2 separate regions of the Mus musculus genome follow, and region 2 is linked to region 1. Evidence: chromatin contacts called from public promoter capture Hi-C data. All regions are on one chromosome and are shown on one strand. Each heading gives the region's core, a stretch centred on a gene start, on an enhancer-like site or on the middle of the called end of the contact. The rest is flanking DNA. Distances are from core to core; before and after follow the strand shown.

What was found. Capture Hi-C pulls out chosen DNA fragments and counts their contacts.
Region 2: a contact with region 1 is called in a promoter capture Hi-C map of pancreatic islet. The contact joins the promoter of Tmed8 here to the promoter of Ngb in region 1. A contact is called at or near these places in 10 of 39 promoter capture datasets (the 3T3-L1 cell line, embryonic stem cells, frontonasal cranial neural crest and 6 more), 1 of 484 Hi-C or Micro-C datasets (embryonic stem cells), 2 of 115 datasets of contacts at active chromatin or transcription factors (both in embryonic stem cells) and 3 of 9 other capture datasets (adipose tissue, embryonic stem cells and pancreatic islet).

The regions. Positions count from the first base shown.
Region 1 is chr12:87,101,269-87,103,996 of GRCm38.p6, reverse strand. Ngb (neuroglobin) reads left to right here and starts at 1,458. Exons shown (of 4, transcript NM_022414.2): 1 at 1,458-1,825. The coding sequence starts at 1,737.
Region 2 is chr12:87,198,725-87,201,802 of GRCm38.p6, reverse strand. Tmed8 (transmembrane p24 trafficking protein 8) reads left to right here and starts at 1,574. Exons shown (of 6, transcript NM_001033475.3): 1 at 1,574-1,717. The coding sequence starts at 1,600. Samd15 (sterile alpha motif domain containing 15) reads right to left here and starts at 1,295. Exons shown (of 4, transcript NM_001290288.2): 1 at 1-1,295. The coding sequence starts at 1,260.

The DNA of each region.
Region 1 (2,728 bases), core at 209-2,708:
CATTCAGGAGAGGGTGAGTAGATGTTTCCATGGAACTTGGTTGGAGCAGGACAAAAGGCTAAGTCCTAGAAGCCATGGTCTGTGTACTCTACATCTAACATGGGGTTGTCCGAGGGATCACAGTCTGCTCATAACTGAAAACCAAGGGCACTGATTTATATCCATTCGATAAGGACTGTGGAGAGAGAGCTTGCCACTCAATCCCTTCCAGTACATCTGAGGAAGCAGAAGAGACTCAAAGATAGTGAAAGATAAAGGGAGTGTGTCCTCCAAAGCCTGGGCCCCTGGAAAGAACAGTCATGCTTGAAAGAGAACAACACAGCTACCTGGAAGGTGGCCAGCTGCACACTCCGAGTGGCAAACACAGGACCTACCTGAACTACGTTTAGAAAATAGTGTTTTGTGTTTCTTCCTCAGTTGCTCCAGCTAATTTTTTGGGACAGTCTCTCACTGTCCTTAGAGGTCAATGTCTTGCTAGCGGAGCCCTAGAAATCCTACAGTTTTCTAACTCTCAGTGCTCCTATTAGAGTCAGGTGGCCTCTTCTTTTTTTTTTTTTTTTTTTTTTTTTTTGAGACAGTTTCTCTACAGAACCCTGGCTGTCCTGAAACACACTGAGATCTGCCTGCCTCTGCCTCCTCAGTACTGGGATTAGACCACTACTCCAGCTCTGTGTATGTGTGTGTTCACAATTGCTGAAAGGATGCCCATTGGACCATCCCCAGCACCTCGTTTCTTAGTTTTGACTTTGGAGGGTGTTGGGGGTTTACTTGTTTGGGGTTCATATCACCATTTTCAGTAGGTCGTGCGATGGCAGAACATGACGTTAACTCCATGAATGTGTACGCAGCGCATTACTAGTTACTGTCTGGGGGCTGAGGTGATCCAACAGACCTGAGATTGGAGCCCACACTTGTCTGGAGATGTCTATGTTTTGGCCTCTGCCCCTTAAACTGAGAGAGAGCTTTGGTGAACCCAAAGTTGTGCAAGTACCCAGGGTTTGAGCAGAGGACAGACAGGCAGACCAGTTTGGTGACCTAGGTCCCTCTAGCTGAACTCTAGAGAAGACAGGAGACCATGAGCCCAGGAGATGGCAAACCCGAGAGTTTTTCAGTGGAGAGATGGGACTCACCTTGAACACTGGGCCTCCCAGTCGCTTCATCAGAAATAGGAAGTGATTATTTACTTAGTACTGGAGGGGAATGACACAATTTATGTAGCCCAGACTGGTATTAATCCTTTCAGTTTTCTGCCTCTCAAGGCTGAGATTACAGGCATGTGGCACAAGCCAGTCCAGAGAAGCAGTCATATCATTAGTTTTCAAGACTAAAACAAGCCCAGAGGCTCGGCAATTTCTGTTAGACTCTGAAGCCTGGACATTTCCCAGGCCTCGGGTAGTACCTTCCTAAGGCGGGTGCAGAGGGAGCGCGCAAGCCTCACTGGGCCAGAGTGGGTGGGAGCCACCGTAGCTTTAATGGGCGGTTCTCTGGGAGCTTCGGGGTGTAGGGCGCAGCTGCCCAAGCGGGGTCCCCGGAAGCGCCCGAGGCCAAGCTGGCCGTGCGCATCCTCTGGGCTGGACCAGTAAAGGCGCAGTTGCTGGGCCCCACCCAACTAAGGCACTGGGCCTGGAGGGGGGCTCCCCCGCGTCGCCGAGGAGATGGCGCTGCATGTGCGTTGACTGCACCCACGCCTCGAGGGTCCCATCACTGCGTCCCGCGAGTCTCCTGGGAGAGAGAGCATGGAGCGCCCGGAGTCAGAGCTGATCCGGCAGAGCTGGCGGGTAGTGAGCCGCAGCCCTCTGGAACATGGCACTGTCCTGTTCGCCAGGTGAGAGCTGCGGGGCACTGGGGCGCGAGTGAAGGGGTGCCTAACCGTAGTGGGCTCGAGATTGCTTGGCTTGTCACTGATGGAGGAGAAATTGCCCGCCTGCTGTGGTGCTTCTGAGAGAGGGGTGTGTGCGCAGCGACAGGTGGTGCTGTCCCATCTGCTCTTCCCGGATAGCAGTAGCTCTTATCTGAACTGGTTGAGGTCCGATGGGGTCCTTTACCAGCACCCACAGTGTGGGCAGGTAGATGCAATGCCCCCACTCTCCTCCCATTGTTATCTCAGTGTCCCGTGGCTAGTAAATGCAGGGCCACTCACAGGAGCTGGGCCGGTAGGAGGAAATGAGTGACTCAAAGGGCTAGTTAGTGTATGCAGGCACCTAGAACGGTAGAACGGACCCCGTTCCCGCTCGAATGGAAGGAGACCATGTAGTCCTGGCCCAGGAGAACTCAAGTTCAGCTACCAGTAAGATGAGAAAGCACAGGCTTAGGACCAGAGAAGCTCCAGGAGGGAGGCATCCAGTCTCACCGCCCCCCCCCCGGGGGGGGAGGGGAGGTAGAGAGAGAGAGAAGGAGGGAGGGAGGGAGGGAGGGAGGGAGGGAGAGAGAGAGAGAGAGAGAGAGACCACCCCACAGAAAGCCTGCTGGTTTTCAGCTTCACCTCAGGCTCTGTCACCAAAGGGCCACACTCCCTCATCGCAGCTCCCTAGGCCAGCTCAAAACTTTCAAACAGGACTTTACAAAGCCTCTTCCAGATGGAAAGGGAATAAATTCAGTGACACAAAAGAGTTACACAAAAATGCAAGCTCTCCCCAGCGAGGCTGAAGTTTTTTTGGTTGTGCCAACTGTATTTTTCTAAACTCATTCCCCCAGATTCTGATACCCACTGTGGCTTTACTGTGTAACT
Region 2 (3,078 bases), core at 325-2,824, 98 kb before region 1:
GTACAATGTACTGAAGGACTCTACGCTTTCTCTAGGAGATCCTACTATAAACTCAGTTTTAATCTTGGCTGGTAATGCTAGCTTATCTTTGCCTGCAGGATAATTAGGTTTGCTTGATTCTGGTTTGTCTTCCTTGGGGAGGTCTCTCTCCTCTTCTGGCTTGGGTTTATTTGGTAACTCTAGATTTTTCTCGGTTGGTTCTGGCTGCGACTTCTCTTGAATGTCTGGATCAGTTATCTGCTGTGGCTTGTCACCCGTTTTCTCCGTTGTCTTTATTAGTTTCTCCTTTGGAAATTCAGTCTGTGTTTGTAGCCCCGGGTCCTTGTCCTTACTTGGCTCTATTAATGTGTCCTTTAATTTAGACCTTTCACTTGATTTTCTCAGCTTGTGCTTTTGAGCTGATGGTTTCCGGTCCCCTAATGGTTCTGGAACTTTCTCCTTAATGGACTCTTCTTGTGTCTCCTCTTGGTCATCTAGTAGTTCTACAGTAATCTGTTCTAGCATCTCTGGAAATTTTTCATCAAAAGAGCTTTTTTGTGCTTTCTTTGAAGCCTTTAATGGTCTCTTTTGTGAGAGTTCTAGACTTGCTTCATCAATGGGTCTTCTTGATTCTTCTTCAAAATCCTCCAGTGGCCCTGAGACTTTCTTTTTAGTTGACTGTCTTAGTTTTTTGTCTGGGAACTTAGTCTGCTCAGGTTGCTCTGTGCCTGACTGCTCTGTGGACTTGAAGTGAGGTTTGAGATCTGCTTCCTCAGTAGACTTCCTTAGCTTCCGGTCTGGGAACTTAGGTTTAGTTACCTCATATGGCTCTGTACTTTTTTCTTTAATTGACTCTTTTTGTTTCTTTTCCGATTTGGTCATCTTGGATGGAGGTAGAGCTTCCTCTTCAACTGATTTTCTTAGTTTTTCACTTCGAATATCTGGTGTCTTCTGCTCTGGATCTATTTTTGTTGGTAGCTGTGTACCTGTTCTTGTAGGTGGTCCTTTGAACACACCTACTGAAACGTCCTGTCGTTGTAGGTCTGGCACCTCATGATTTTTACCTACGGGCACCAAATCCCCCTTGCGTGTCCTGGTTGGCTCTAGTGGCACATTTCCTACATTTCCTGGGTCTCGGTCAGTATTTGGGGACAGCTTAGAGCTTACCTCAAACAAGGTGTCTGCGTTAGCATTATGTAATTTACCAGATTTGGTTCTTTTAGGCTGCAGACTCAGACTCTCATCGGAGTCAGAATTATAATCTCCTGAGACTTCAGACATGTCAGTCGATGCGCCCAAGGCCTCCTAGCAACCTCAACTTCCGACAGCGTCTCTATGGATACCACGATTTCCGGCGGGGTTTTCCAGACTCTTCCCGAGATTTTGTCGATCCTTCCAAGTGCGGACTGTAAAAACCGGCGACCGAAAAAGCACGCCCCCCCCCCCCCCCGCCCCTCTCACGTGTCAGGCCAGCGCTACCCTCTGCCGCCCAGCCGCTCCTTCCGGCCCGTGGCTCGCTTCGGCTCCGCTCGGCTCTCCTCTGCCGCGCTCGCTTCGCCTTCGGCTGTTTCCGGAGCCGCAAGCCGCTGGCTGCGGAGCCGCTCCCGGCGCGGGCTGCAGATGTCGGACCGGCAGGCAGCTGAGGGGCCGGCCTTCTGGAGCCCCGCAGCTCGCCGAGGGTCGGCGGGCGGCGTCGGGGACCGACGGGGAGTGGAGGAGAGCCAGGCGGCCGCCTCAGGTACGCAAGGCCCCGGGCGCTGCAAGGGTGGGTGCCTCTGGGCTCGGGGCCGCGCACCTCGGGCGACCGGGGTCCCCACCGTCACGGGGCCCGCGGCTGCGCTCGAGGTCGTTTTCTACGCGGTTTGGAAATGCCCTGGTTCCAGTCCCGCTCCCTTTCTCGGAGCACCCGGCTTGGCAGTCCGGCTCCTTCCGCCGCGCCTCTTTGGCTTCAGTCGGGGTCCGCATCCCACCTCCATTCCCGCCGCTCTCACCCCTGCCCCTGTCTTTGGCTCTCCGCGCGACCCCACCTGCCTTTCCGCGCGCTCCTGCCGGCGTCTGCTGGGGCGCCCGCCTTCCTCTCAGAACCCCGCTTTGCCCTAGCGTAGGCCCCCGCGCCCAACCTCCGTCCCTTGCATCCTTGAGAGTGGGAGAGATGGAAAGCAGCCAGAATAAGGAGGCTTTGAGGTCTCGAAGGAGCCTGATAGTGAAAGCAAAGGCAGGAACTAGAGGCTGCAGTAGAAATTTTGGTGATGTCTCTCGTTCTCCGAGATCCACCCCTCCTCTTGCTTGGGCCGGTGTCTCCATTTCAGACCACACAAGTTCCTTCGTGTGATTTTACTTAAGTGTCCAAAAGCTATAGGCACAGTCTATCGCGCTGTTACCTTTCAGCCTTGTGACCATCACAGGGGCGTGCGACTAAAAGGATACTTTAGAGGGGAGAGATCTGGTCACACTAAGTGCAAGTGATTGGTTTTATCGAGATCTCAAAGTAGCTGTCACAGTGACTGAGGTACTGCTGTGGATTCCTGATGCTTAGTTGGAATGTGAATCCTCACTTTTAGTGCCCTTGGACAATTGGTTAAACTTCTCTAAACATGTCTGAGTTTCCTCTTGTATAAGATGTGGGTTCTAAAAGTACCTGTGCCTTACAGCATCGGTGGGAGGATCGTGAGCCACTGTGACTAAAGTACTTGATGTGCAACCCAAGATGCCCGCTGTACAAAGCAATTGGAGGAGATTAAAGTCTGATTTAGTACAACTAAATTACTAGAAAAGGTATTCCTGGTTGCTATCTTTCAACATAGTGGCTTTTCTCCATGCCCCTGGTGTGTGGTGCTGCACGAGCACCCCTCCCCCCCCAGCTGTGAATCACGGACAATATTTTTATTGAAAACATCCTAATACATTTTGTCTTTTCTATTTTTAAGGGTTTTTTTTTTGTGCTCTGTGGTAAACAATGCTAACATATATTTGATATTATGGTAATAAAAATTCTAATTAGGGTGGGATGTAGTTAAGCGGTAGAGTTCATTTTCGAGGCCCTGGGTTAGTCCCTAGTGCTACCAAGAAAGAAAAGGGGAAAAAAATTAAGTGTACTTT